Linked DNA regions of Mus musculus: region 1 is linked to region 2. A link is a contact called in public Micro-C data. All regions are on one chromosome and are shown on one strand. Each heading gives the region's core, a stretch centred on a gene start, on an enhancer-like site or on the middle of the called end of the contact. The rest is flanking DNA. Distances are from core to core; before and after follow the strand shown. Region 1 overlaps Gm4319 (predicted gene 4319). Region 2 holds the start of Gm30160 (a long non-coding RNA gene).

Region 1 (7,135 bases), core at 3,082-5,581, 380 kb before region 2:
ATAAATTGCGTGACTGAAGCTGTCTTTTTTGCTCATCAGATTCACCGGAGCAAGGTGCAGATTGCAACAGAATAACAGGAAAAGTGTAGTTTCTTTTTCAGGAATTTATGACAGGAAAGGAGCAGAGACCAACACAAAGGAGAAAATACACAATGCAAGGAGAGATGTTCGTAGTGGAGTTTGAAGAGCCTGGGTTCCCAGGGCAGTCTGGGGAAGGGGGGTGGTGATGCTGCTGACAAAGAAGTGAGCAAGCAGATGCTCAGAGGGAGGGAGGAGGAGTCAGGGGAGCCCATGTAATAGACAGAGAACAGACCGCAGAGAAGACCCAGGGCTGACCCCACATCAACCACCATCATGTTCACAGGTCCGGGCTCTCTCCATTTGTAAAACGGGGGTATTCTGGCTATGTTAACAATTTTTGTGGATCAGATGTGAGTTGTGCATGGGAAAGTATCCCACAGAGGGCTCAAACAGTTACTTCTAGCAAACAGCAGTGAGTTTGAATCCAGAGGCAGAATGGTCAAGGTACAAGCAGATGCTGAGTCCCAGAAGCTTAGGAACCTAGGACACAGCATTGAGTGTGGGTGATGCTGGGAGATGTGCGGGGACGAAGAGGCAACACTTGCAAGCAGCCTTTCAAATAAGGCATGTCTTGGAGGAAAGCAATGTTTGAGTAGAAACTCCCAAGAAGCTAGACTATGGTTACTTGAAGCCAACCAGGACCATATACATATCTATATATATACAAATGTGGTCAATTCTTATTGGATAGGTGCTGGAGATGTCTTAGGAAAACTACTGGCCTGGCCCAACTATAAACACTGAGGTGTGTTGGATGGACAGCATCCCACGTGTAGATCCTCTTTCTGGGAAGAATATAACCCTGCATGCATGCTTGGTTTGCTTTTGAGATGTTTCTAAGCCATGGAAGCCCTTGTGATTATGTGTGGAAGCTGTGAAGGGCAGCGGGTGGAATCTTGGACTATTTTGGGTAGCTGCAACATGTTTTAAATTCTTTCCTTAAGGTTTGGCCTCCATAATCCACCTTGTATTATCTCAAAAGAGAGTTGCTCTCATTTCATGTCAGGAGGTATAGAGTGAAGCCGTGTGTAGATATATAAGCATTAGAAGACGCTTTTCCTCAGAGAGAGATGCTGTTCTCCTTAACTTATCCAGCCTATTCCCTCATGATATCAATAGTCTCTCTTTCTTTCTTGGCTATCTTTCATTAGATGTGTTTTTCAAGAGACTCAAGTCACTTGATATTGAAGAATTGTTGGGTTTACAAGAGAGAGAGTTCTGAAATATATCGATGAGGGAAGGGTTTTCATAACCGTTGAATATTGCTCCTACAATGACTGTCAAAACAACTCACAAGGCTTGTTGTATTCCTTCTTCATATTTCATATGGGTAGTAAAGAGGGGCAAAAAGGACATGAGATCAAACCATTGCCATGTTTATAGGTTTAGGCTATATACATGTTATTCCCAGGGTGAGAACTTGATAAAGTTTTCAAGTTGTAGGGGCCTCCCCTGGAAAAGAAAAACACCAAGATCTCTCATCAAAGTTTAAAACCATCCTTTACTGTTTTTGAAGGATGGAGGACCAACATGGACCCAACACATGTGACTGGTAGGTCCCTCACAAAATGGTCATGTATCTGTCTATATCCTACACATATCCTTTACTATAGTTTAGATTAAAAACTAAGTTATGTATTTATTTATTTGTATTTATACATGTGTGTGTGGGTACCTACAGAGGCTGAAAGAAGGTGCCGGAATTCCTGGAGCCAGAGTTAACAGGCAGTTGTGAGCCACCTAGTGTGGGTGCTAGGAACCAAACTCAGGTCATCTGCAAGGGAAACACTCATTCTCACTGGCTGAGCCGTCTCTCATCCCCTTCCTGTGTCATTTAAATCATCTCCGCTTTATTTATAATTCTTAGTACAATGTATATGCTATGCAAATAGTTATTATACTGAGCTGTTTGGAGAACAATGATAAGGAAGGTGTCCATACTCGTTCAGTGCAATGCAGTTTTCCCCACCCCAATACTTTTGATTCACAGTTGGTTGAGTCACTGGATGTTCACAGGGGTCTGACTGGTTTTCGTATCTGTCTTTCAGATGGTTGCAGCTTTAAACCGGCTGAAAATTTGAGAATGCAACCTTGGGCCCAGCCTGCTACCTTAAAAAATGTTATGGCCATTGACTGAGTGTAATGAAGCCCAGCTGTTGTGGTTTCTTCGCTGCTAGTTCTAATAGTGGCCGTGGAGCTATAAATCAAGGCCTCTTTTGAGACACGGAGGAAAGAAAGTGTCTGGGTCCTCTCTTGATACCTGCACCGCACTGTGGTGCAAAGTGAAACTCACCAACTCAGGTGGCCAAAACAAGCAGATGTTTAGCCGGCTAAGTGTAAAGCGTTGGGGAAATGACTTTATGGGCCTTTGGCTGAGATGCTTCCATTTGAATGTCATACACAGGAAGTCATCAGGTAGTGGAATAATATAAACAGACCTTACCTCATGAAGTGATTTATTTTGGATTGCTGGCAGCAGCAACAGCCTCTAGCACAAAGAAACATAAGGACTTACTTCTTTTATTTGAGAGATTTTTTTTTTCCCCAACTGGTAAGGGCTGCCTGTAATGAAGAAATGGGGACACTGCTTTCTTAATTACAGCACGTATTCATCATCAGAGGGGCAAGGTTCACTAGTGGCAGAAACAATTCCCAAAGCACTTGTAGCGCTATGATCTCTTCAGCCTCTCCGATAACCTGTGGAAGAAGGGATCAATGTCTGTAGCGAATATGTGGAGAAACTGAGGCATCACAGGCCAGCCAATGAGCCTGACCAAAGCCACAACATGGTAAAAACAGAGGGACAGAAATTGCAGTTGTCTTCTAAGATGGAAGCTCTTTCTCCTCTGTTTTATTGTAGTAGGTGGGGAATGAGGTGATCTTAGATGGTGACCAACACAAGAAGATGCAACAGTTTTGGCTCTGTCTTAGTCTAACTTAGAAGGTGATAGGGTCTAATGGCACAATGACTGATATAGCTTGACTCTGGTTAAACTTAAATTGTAGAGCTGTCCTACCTAGATTCCAGCTCTCGGTGAGCCACTTATATGTGATCATTTCATCTCTAATCTCAGCCTCAGTTTCCTCCTAGGCTGTGACGGGGTTGACAGGAGTCTTGCCTTATTGGGACAGTTGTGAAGATTCAGTGAGGTAGCATTTGCAAAATACTCAGAACCTGCCTGGTACATTGTAAGAGATCTGTAAGTTTGTTAAGTAAAAACTAAAACTAGTTTATTGATTCTGTTATTTTGTGGGTACATTGAATTCAGGAAAGGTAAAGTAGGGACTTCTGAAAAAAATGAATGAGAATAGTTTTGCAGTAAGACAGATATCATGGTGGAAGTCGTGTGGAGGGAAGAGCCCTAGACTGTGCTCTGCCTTCCCAGAAGGGAAGGAGTCAGAGATCATCAGCCTGTATCCAGACACTTCTTGTATACATCTCACCTCCAATTTTTAAATAAAAACCCTGTCTTTTCAGTTCTTTAAGTCAATAGTGTACGTATGAACGCTCCCTTTAACAAGATGAACAGCTTCAGTCAGCTCGCCCAACCCCAGGACCAGAAAGTCACCTTGGTTTTTCGCTCTGCTTATTTTAGTCAGAAACCAGCTCTGACCCAGGGTGTTGGAGGGAAGGGATTTGGGGAATCTGGGACAAGGTGGGGACTGATCAATTGCAAAAGCCAGACACTGTGGCCATAAAAAGGAGACAGGAGGGAGAAATGCCGCAAAGCGAGTCATCATGTTTCCACACCGGACGGTTACCTCATTGAGACAGAGAGGAACAAGATCTGCTGATAGGGTCATTCCTATCTGTCAGATGGCAGGAGGAAATGAATACGCCATTTGGAGGCTTCTTGGAGAAATGTTTCATTGTACTCTGCTCCTCACTGGACTGAAGTCTTTGTTCTGGTAAAAAAAAAAAAATAAAAAAAAAAATCACATAATCGAATCCTGGTCTTGTTTATCTGAGTTCAAGCTCCCCTGGTGAGCTCTTTCACAACTTTTCGGTTTTGCCACCACACTCCACATAAATGTACATTCTGTCCCAATGTCACTAATTAACTGAATTGAGAATCACAGGAAAAGTTACTAGACTAACGTGGCTTCTTCCTTGATAGCATGGATGTCTTAGGCCCTGGGCTAGAAGCCACATGAGCCCCAGGGCCCTTGGTCCTTTGGGTGAGTAGGAAGCTTCAAGCTCTCACGTGGCCACTGTAGAGAGCTGAGACTAAGGGTAAGAACTGACTTGACTCACACTACCCGTCTCAGATAGTTCCTCCTTTAGCCACTCTGGGGTCACTAAGAGTCCATAAGTGCCGGTAGAAAGGGCTTCTGGTCAACCCAAGCAGAAGTTCAATTTGATGGAATATTTAGAAATAGCTGAAACAACTAAAAAAAAAAATAACCAAATCCTATACTGGAAGGAGAAAATTGAGGCAATTCCAGAAGTCTACATCAAGAAGATCTGATATTTAGACTATTTGCTATACTCTATGTGGTCTAAACTCTGGACACAAGTGAATTCATCACCTTGGAATGGTGGTGTGAGATAGTTACCATTATTATCTCGAGGTAAAAGAGTTATCCTATTCAAATTCCCATGACACATGACGATTTGACCTCTGCTTAACTGTTACTATGGAAGCCAGTCATGAATATATTGTCAACCCGGGTGCTAGGCAACATTGCTTATGGTGAGGCTGACACCAGATTGTGAACTGTTTCTAGACTAGGAGCACAGAAATCTGTGTTAGAAAGCTACATTTTTTGGCTTTTTTTTTTTTAACACTTGGACCTGGCAATGCCCTTATTATGGGGGGTGGGGGTGGGGGAGGGGGAACGACGACCTGAAAGTTATGCTTATGCATTTGTTGCAAGGACTGCTACCAGGTCTTTGTGGAGAGTAGAAGGCACGAGGATTATTAAGCCGAAGAAATTCCTGGCTGGTATAAATTTTAACTCTTTAAACTTGAATCTGTGCTGACTATGGCAAGGACTCCTATGTGGCAGAATGTCTGATAGGCTTCCAAATAAACTAATAATGCCCGGAGTGGAGTCTGTTGCTGTCCTGCAAGTTTGAGTATTGATTTGAACCCAAGACAGCACTGATGAGTATTGGATATTGCTTTTAACTGAGACAGGGTGATGAAAACCTTCTGTAACTCATGGTCACACAGATGACAAATGATAGAGCTGTATTCAACCTTGGGCAGGTTGCCTCTTAAACGCTTCACCAGTTTCCACAGGGCACAGCTTTCTGGAGGAATTTGCCCTACTTATTTTAGCTCATGGGTCTCACAGCTCCATGTGCAAATTCCTGGGGCCTTAAAAACAATGAGTGTCACTGTTGCTGAGGTCAGACAGGACTTCAAGACAGATGACTAATGGACAGTAACCTCTCCATGCATTTCCTGTTTTGACGGCTGTTATTATTGAACATATATCACTAACAGGAGCCGCCAGGTGGTCAGATCTCATAAATTCCCCTGCCAGATGTTAAAGCCTTCGTTCATTCACTCTTCCTCTCCATCACCCATTTAACAGCATTTTGAGAAATCTGACAATGAAATGACTTGGCAGTATGTCATGTGATGTCAGGCAGCAAAGGCAGCCTTGGATGCAACTGCTAAGTAATGGAAGCCTTCAGTGGTTAGAGATGCAGGTGTAATTCATGGGGAATAGTTAGAGACAACTGGGGGAGATTGAGGCTCTGGGAGAGGAAGAACTTTGGAGAAGCAAGCGTTTTCTAGGTCGTAGAAACAGATGGGGTTGGGTCATGAAACAGACTCGGGTCTCCAGTAGAAACAATAAATGGTTCAGGTGAAATTTGGCATAGGAGGCAGAGCAAGATGACAGTATAGGCTGTACTTGGGGAGTATTTAGAACCAGCTCTTGAGCCCCAGGTGGGATTGGATGGAGGAGAGAGGAAAGCTGAGTTTGCATTTACTGAGGACTTCAGGAAAACCCACACCATTCCAAAATGTGTCTCTGAAATCACAGTGGATAGACAGTGACAGCTTTGGGGCTTCTGGGATGGTCATGTGGTTCAAGCTCTATTACTCCGATGGCTTGGGTGAGGGCAGAGGGTCTAACACTAGGTATATACTAGCTCTTTATTTTGTTGGATACATTCCCTGGGTCTTTCTTCTTGATCACCTTAAACTTGGGAATCTTTTTCCCTTTACTCTCAACTCCATATCCCTAAGTATCACCGGTTGCCTGGCAAGCTAATGGGAAATAAATTCACTGAGCACTAACACTAATACCAGTTAGTGATGGAGATATTTATCTGCTTCAGAGAATATATTTTTATATAGCCAAGCCACAGGAACAAAATGTGGGAATTTCAATATTGAGACATTTCTGCTGGTTGATGGAAAGGGCTTTTTTTTTTTTTTTGAGACAGGGTTTCTCTGTGTAGCCCTGGCTGTCCTGGAACTTACTCTGTAGACCAGGCTGGCCTTGAACTCAGAAATCCGCCTGCCTCTGCCTCCCGAGGGGATGTTTTTAATAAGCAAGAGGGTTTTGTCTCAAGGAGAACAATGAAATCTGGCCATGTTTGGGTACTTCTAGGTCAGGGCCTCCTTCTGAAAATGAAGGTTTTTTTCCCAATTGGATTTTAATGCAGTAGGAAGGAAATGACCAGTGCTTTAGAATTCACAGTTTTCTGCCTTTCCTGTCTGCTGGAGATTCCTATTTGGTTCATCAGAGTGTGGACTTTCCTGTAAACAGCAAATAAACCAAGGCGGGGGTGGGAGTTGGGGGGCAGGGAGGGTGTGGTGAATGACGGGAAGAAGGACTTTCAATAACCGCAGAAGCCAGACTAATTTGAGCTACACATGGAGGAAGAACTGGGGCTGAGGGCGTAGATGAGCCGTATAGGCTGGACGTCATGGAAAATATTTGGTCTGTCTGTGAGTGCAGAGGGGAGTGTGAGCTCTCAGGAAGCAGCTGTCATTTGTATGAAGAATATTGAGAATGGCAGAAATTGGAAGTAATGGATTTTTAAGAGATAACTTGGTGTGCATTAAACATGCACTCACTCCCTTGGGCT
Region 2 (6,822 bases), core at 1,007-3,506:
AGGTCGAAAAGGATGGGCTGGGGACGCTCTCATTTCAAAAGAGAAGGAAAGCAGGAGGTTAGGGTTTTACATTTTTATTATTTAATCAATTATTTACAATGTATCTCTCACATGTGTGCGTGTATGTGTGTATGTGTGTGAGCCTGTGTGTATGTGTGTGAGCCTGTGTATGTTGGTGTGTGTATATATGTGTGAGTATGTGTTGGTGTGTGTGATTGTGTCTGTGTGTGTCTGTGTGTGTATGAGTATGTGACTATGTGTGTATGTTGGTGTGTGTGAGTGTGCCTGTGTGTATATGTGTGTCTGTGTGTATGTGAGCATGTGTGTATGTGTTTGTGAGTATGTGTATATGTGTGTGTTGGTGTGTGTGAATGTGTCTGTGTGTGTATGTATGTATATGTGTGTGTGTTGTTGTGTGAGTGGGTCTGTGTGTGGGTGTGTGTGAGTGTGTCTGTATGTGTGTGGCTCAGCTGCAGAATTCTTGCCTAGTAAGCACAAGTCCCTGTGTTCAGTCCCCAGCACAGGAAGAATAAAAATTAAAATAAAAAAGCAAAACTATATCATAGAGATTTTTCTTCTCCCATTCTCAGATCCCCACGGTCTTGAGAATAAAACACGAAATTGCCTAAAACCTTTCAGAACTGCCAGATGGATGCGGAGCATGGCATGGCTGGCTTTATGACAAGGCTGTCATGTGACTTCTGAGTAAAGTCTGGGGACCCTGACACGATGGGATCAAAGTCAGGAAAGCAGAAAGTCGCTTTCACGAAAAGGACTAAAAGTCAGCTCGAGTCACACGTGCAAAGCTGAGCTATTTTTCATGAGTAGCCTGGAGGTTTTATTGACTTTCAAAATATTCATGCTTCTGATTTTTCAAAGTCTGCTTATCATGGGATGCTTCGATTTTGATATCATATCCAGGAATGGGCAGAAAGGGGTACTTTGTCACTGACCACAGGACATGAGCAAATAAATTTTTAGAGTAATTTAAAAGGAAGGGGAACTCAGTGAGAGTCATTTTCTTGAATCCTCACCTTCTTCAAACCTGATGAAAGGGCACTGGGATGGCAGAATAGACCGGAGAACTCGAAACAGATCAGACTGCGATTTATATTCAACTTCATTGTTTCTTCAGATCAAAGTGGGCCATGGGTACGTGGGCACTATGGAAAAGCAGAGAAGCCAAAAATAAAGCTGAAATACAATTTTGTCTTACATTTGATTTGGGTGAGGTACTTACTCAATAATAAGCAAGGTTTCAAAGATGATCAAAATGTAATATGGGAAGGGGAGGCATATGGTTGGAAGATATGTATTCGGAATTGGGCAGGAGAACTAAGAGTTTCCAGCTTCCTCACCACTGGCTATATAGCAAGGAATTACTTGATGCTGTTAAGTCTAATTTTCTTGAGTTATAAACAGGGCTTGTGCTATCTCGTTGTTGGATCCAAGCAAACTGGGGTTATTCGCTAGGTAGAGTGTGTGTGTGTAGATAACACACAACAGTCACTATTTCTCTGACACCATTATTCCCAAATGCATCCCTTTTGACTTTGGCCTCTAAATTCAGCCCTTTAAGATTCCTGCTCCACATGGGAAGTGGAATCCTGCCTGGATTACCAAAAAAGAACAACAGTTTAAGAGTCTTCACTCTTTGCCCGACATGGTGGTGCATGCCAATAATCCCAGTGGATGGAGAAACTGAGGCATGAACAGGCTTCCCTGGGATTTAAGGACAGACCGGGCTACATACTGTTACAGGTCAGCCTAAGCTACGACTCGAGTGAGTCCTTTCTCTTTTAAGAGAAGAGGAAGAAAAGAGAAGAGAAGAGGAGGAGGAAGAGGAATAGAAGGAAAAGAATATTAGCATTGTCATGCTAAGCCTCCGAATTGAGTTCACTGCCTCAGGATGGGGAGGAATGGCAGGAGGCTGAGAAGGCAAGGTTTTTATTGAGCAGCAGGGTGACAGCTTCCTGCAATATGGCAGAGCCTGGAACACTCATTGTCAGGTAGCAGACTTCTGCTTCCCAGGAGTGGGTCAATCTGGTCCCACCCCATGGGTAAATTAGGTCTAGAGCTGGGGTGAATCTGATTGATTAATTTGACCATATGTGTGGAATTCTAGATGAGCCAGGTCAAAGAGAAAGCCCCTGGAAAGCCTTCCAGTTGATGATATGGGGTGGGGGTGGGAGGAGTGGACACAAAGAACTAGGAAGTCCAGAGGACAGAGGCTAATGATTAACTGGTGTGATAAGTCAAGTCCTTTGGATTTTAGTCCTTGACAACAGATAGTTTATGGTAAAACTCAGGACTCTTGTTGCAGTTGACTAGGTGTGCTACCAGGACATAGAGATATTTTTGTTTTCCTTAAACCCATGACTCTAACTTCCCATAGAGTTGTACTGCCTAGTTCCTAAGTTGTATTAATATCACATTATTGATAATAGCCCCATCTAGAACCTCTTTGGGTAACAACTGGATCAAAATAGAGCAAGAGTGGAAAGTTTGACAACTCCAAAGTACTTACATCTTCTCTTTCCATACCAGGCTTTAAATAAAAGATAGAGTACTTTTTGATGCTTTCTCTCTTTTCCTAGTTACACTCTTTGCCTTCAACTTTGTCAAAAAATCCACTTTTAACATCAGAAACCAAGTCTTTCTTCACACAGGCCTCCATCGAGCTGGTTCCCCAGCTTCTTTGGTCTGAAGAAATGATTGCTGATTCAGTAGACCAGAAAGAAGGACGTGCCCAAGACTCCCACCCCTTCATCCTTCCGTCTAACTCCCTACCTCTGTCAGATTGTGACAGCCAGAACACAAAGCAGTATTTTGATCTCTGGTCTTCTGCAATTCTTATGAAATGCTTTAATCACTTCCCCTTCTGCTCCCGCAACTTCCTTTCTTATATTCTTTCAAAACCTTTGCTTTTGAAATCATCCCATCCACCCACTTTGTAACTCTGCATAAAAACAGAGAACTCCCTTCCCTCCTCTGCATTTTATCTAAGTCAAGTCCAAAACCAGAACTTAGCCCTACTCAAAGATATCTTAATTATATTCACAACTCTTCTGTCCCTTCAGCCTCTTATCTTTCTTCCTCTCAGTCCTGGGCAACTGTCTTCTGGTGAACTTTGCCCCTGCACAAAATCTCTACTCCTAGCCACAGAGATTTGGGTCACTCCATCTCACTCCAAATGATCTCACAGCAAATTATCTTTGCTGCTATGGGAGTTTCCTAGTGTTCCTGTGGGTTGACACCCCACTATTTTATTTTAGTGTGATTTTCCCCTCTCCATCTTTGCTTAACTTCATGCATGCAATCTAGTATCCTATTTAAAGAAGATCTTGTCTATGAATGATATAGAAAACAAAAGAAATTTTTGGTTTATTAAATCTTCCTGCAGTAAACAACGGCTCTGAGTATGTTGCTGCAAACACAAATGACTAGCAACCTCAGGTTCATGCTCATAAATCTCACACTACCATTTCCCTCTTGCATGCAATGTCTGTATTTCCCTGGCCCTTGGGAATAAGGATAAGTTGCTGGTGTATTTTCCCACCAACGTATTGGCCTCTTCCTTATCAGAAAACGCTTCCTTCCTGTCTTGTGGGTGAGTTAGGGAATTTTTTTTTTCTTAGCTATTTTCTGCTTCTGTAGCTCCTTCTGTCCTCGAAGGCTTCCGTAATCTATGTTTCTTGCCTCTCTGCAGAGGAAGAGCCCTGTGTCCCATGTGGCGAACCCATGCCTGACAGAGAACATGAAGGAGGAACATGTATACTTCTGCCCATCACACTGCCTGTTTTGGTTGTTTGAACAACCCCATATCTCATATTCATTTCTTTAAAAACTTAGACTTCTGCAGTATGCCTGTCCAGGAGGATGTCTGCCAAGTCGCCAGTATGAGAGGCAATTAGTTCCAAGGTGACAATGTGCTGAATACCTTCGTTTGCCATCTTCATTTGGGTGACTTGTTTGAAAACAGAGACTCATTGTTCCCATCTATGGCCTATTCCTGTGTGAGACAGGCTTCCGCTGCATGATGTCCAAACACCTCTGTGAACCCCACTTTCAGTTCCTGTGTGATGTCTACTTGCTTGCTGTAGGTTTTCCAACGTTCTCTGAAGAGATCTTTAGAATACTGCCAAGTCCTGAATCAGACCTTTCCAAAGCATACCCACTCAGTTTTGTGCACATCTATGCAAACATTTGCAGCTATATTCAGGAAAAAAAAAAAAAAAAGATGTGTTTTAGAGCATTAGTGGTTTTTGCTGGTGGCCTGGCCTCCTCTTTCACAGGAAGGGAAGAGAAAAAGATCTGCTGAGCTCTTTCCATTCAGGATCCCAGCTTTGTCTCAGCAGTTTTCCAGAACCCTGGTGCCAGCTCACTTTGCACGTAGAAAACTCAGAAAAATGAAATGGTTCAAGGCTCTGAACTAAGCTCTCACCAGGGTCTCATGTTCAAGGCTGCCAAGGGATGTGTACCCTTAAGGGCGTTTCCCCACCTCCTTGGATCAACCTCATCCAGAACAACTAACGAAGACAGTAAAACGACTTATCCCGTGTCTGGAAAGAAAAGAAAACCTGTCAACCTTCCAAGCACAAGAGAAATAGCGTCGGTAATAAATTGCTTCTAGAGCAGTACATGAGGTAGACTGTAAAATACAAATAAGTTAATGATTGTGCTTAAATAGTAAAGGGAAGCGCAGACATTTATCACAGTCCCTTTTTAAATGAGGGTTCTATTCAGTATTTTGAAGTGTTCATTCACACATCTGCTCCACATCTGTAGTCTGTCTACAGTATTATGTCTGGTGGCAATGATGAAATCACATGATCTCTCTCTATTGAAAGGTGAATCTAAGAGGCCTTTCTTCTGGGCATGATGTTACGAAACAAGCGGGTAAGGAAAGAGGATCTGAGAATAGCAGAGGCCCGAGTATCTGGAGAGAAACTACATAACACTGTAGACAGTCCAGAGGTATTCCAGGAAACAGCTTAGGACAGACTCTAAGATAAATACGTTTCTCTGTTATCATGTTATGGGTGAAGGTTAGACAGCATTCCATCATCGGTATGTAAACGGTTTTATCTATAATTGATCGGTTCACTAACACCACCAGGATTTTTCTTAAATCCTCTTCTGTCCAGTTCTGTTTTAACTTGTGAGAGGATAAACTCTATCATGTTTGTTCAAGTTGAACAATGAGTTAAAGAACTATCAGGTTTCAGAATTGGATGTAGACCCAACCTATAGGATCCGGCAAAATGTCTCTTTGCCCTTTCTCCATAACGTCTAAATCTACATTATATTCTGATCATGAAGCTCCTGGACCACATTGATCTCCTTATCTTAGTGCCCAGAACTTTAGGGTGTTCAGTGATACAGAAAAGGAAAATGGCAGCTGTGGGAGGAAGTAAGGTTGCTAACCACTCACCATGAGACTGGGAACAGTCACAAGGGTGTCCATACGTAAGAAGCTGAGACAAAGGAGAGAGGGTCAAAATGATGAGAGACAAAGCAATCGCTGGACTGGAAAACAGGGAGGGGTCTCCTACGTTGAGTGTAGGCACACCATAAAACCCTAGCAAGGCAAGAAAAGAGTCCTGTTATCATTATGTTATTAGCTCAGTGAGAAACCATTCAGACTCAGGACCTTTAGAATTTTAAGATATTTAAATTTTCTATTATTTTTGAAGCCACTGAGTTCATAGCCACTTGGTATAGCAAGCATAGGAGGCTATCCAGTATTCTGTTCTATGAACCAGTTATAAAGTATGGGTAATCGGATTGGTAGTGATACATGTATTGGAGTGGGGGAAATAGGGGATACATGTATTTTAGATATTTATAAAAATATATTTCTGGTACCTAGAAGAAGTTTTAATGCAGCTAAACTCTGAGGAGTTTTGTTTTGCTTTGCTTATTAAAGGAAATAGAGTCCAGACAAAAGTGTATGCTGTCAATCCTAGCAAAGATGGGCCGATCTCTGTAAGTTTAAGGTCAGCCTGGTCTACATAGCAAATTCCAGACTAGCTTGCTCTATATACTGAGTTCTAGATCAGTCAGGGCTATACAGTGATCCCTTGTCAAAAAATAAAAAAATAAAATACTAGTGGTTCATTATAACATCCTATGTTTTGATTGATTGTGTTTGTTGTTGTTGTGATTGGGGGTTTTGAGGGGGACTGGGTTTTTGTTTGTTTTTTTTTTTTTTTTTTTTTTTTTTTTTAGATTTTTGTTTTTTGTTTGGTTTGGTTTTTCGAGACAGCATTCCTCTGTGTAGCCTTGGCTATCCTAGAACTCACCCTGTAGACAGATCCGTTACTCTTTGCTTCCTGAGTGCTGAGATTAAAGGTATGTGCCACCACTGCCCTGTTATTTGTGTATCTGTTTGTTTGTTTGTTTTTATGTCTACAAATGTGTATAATAAGGTTTGAAGTATTTATACTCCCGCAGATTAAAACCTTTCTGAAGACACTGTCAAGTAGAGCCACGGTTATATTAAGCTAACATTGGCATGTCTTCTTGTATAATGAAATTTGAAAGACAAACATCTAAACCTTCCCTCTCATGGCTAGCTGAGAGAGCCTTTGGTATTGGTGTATTTCCACTGGAGAATATTAATGCCACATCTTCACAGCAGATGATGTGTCTTCTGTCTAGGTTTGAAATAAAAGCTCTCTGTGCCTACTCACAGGGAATGATGTGAGCACTCTTAGTTCTGCTGAGCACAAGCAAAGTCTTCTTAGTGAGGGATAAGACCAGAGCAGCATCCACATAATGCATTTACGTGAGTTTTTTAAGAGCAGACTACAAACACAG

The links. Hi-C and Micro-C count contacts between places; a contact is called where the count stands out from the background.
Region 1: a contact with region 2 is called in a Micro-C map of macrophages, with 5 times the contacts expected there. The contact joins two enhancer-like sites. A contact is called at or near these places in 10 of 484 Hi-C or Micro-C datasets (the G1E-ER4 cell line, MC3T3-E1-derived osteoblasts, bone marrow-derived macrophages and 6 more) and 3 of 115 datasets of contacts at active chromatin or transcription factors (embryonic stem cells, neural progenitor cells and pancreatic cancer cells).

Annotation. Positions count from the first base shown.
Region 1 is chr1:72,104,012-72,111,146 of GRCm38.p6, reverse strand. Gm4319 (predicted gene 4319) reads left to right here. Exons shown (of 3, transcript NR_166632.1): 3 at 2,130-4,030. Among named protein-coding and RNA genes, the nearest start is that of Gm4319, 16 kb to the left of the region's middle. Within about 2 kb of position 4,331, at least 38 of the 459 cell types and tissues checked have an H3K27ac peak or open chromatin away from gene starts, as enhancers often do. A contact at or near this core is called in bone marrow-derived macrophages, erythroblasts, macrophages and 1 more, where this site is marked.
Region 2 is chr1:71,727,220-71,734,041 of GRCm38.p6, reverse strand. Gm39660 (a long non-coding RNA gene) reads left to right here. Exons shown (of 3, transcript XR_001778956.2): 3 at 3,710-6,126. It overlaps Gm30160 (a long non-coding RNA gene), which reads right to left and starts at 5,628. Exons shown (of 4, transcript XR_003947861.1): 1 at 5,435-5,628; 2 at 1,035-1,163. Within about 2 kb of position 2,256, at least 37 of the 459 cell types and tissues checked have an H3K27ac peak or open chromatin away from gene starts, as enhancers often do. A contact at or near this core is called in bone marrow-derived macrophages, erythroblasts, macrophages and 1 more, where this site is marked.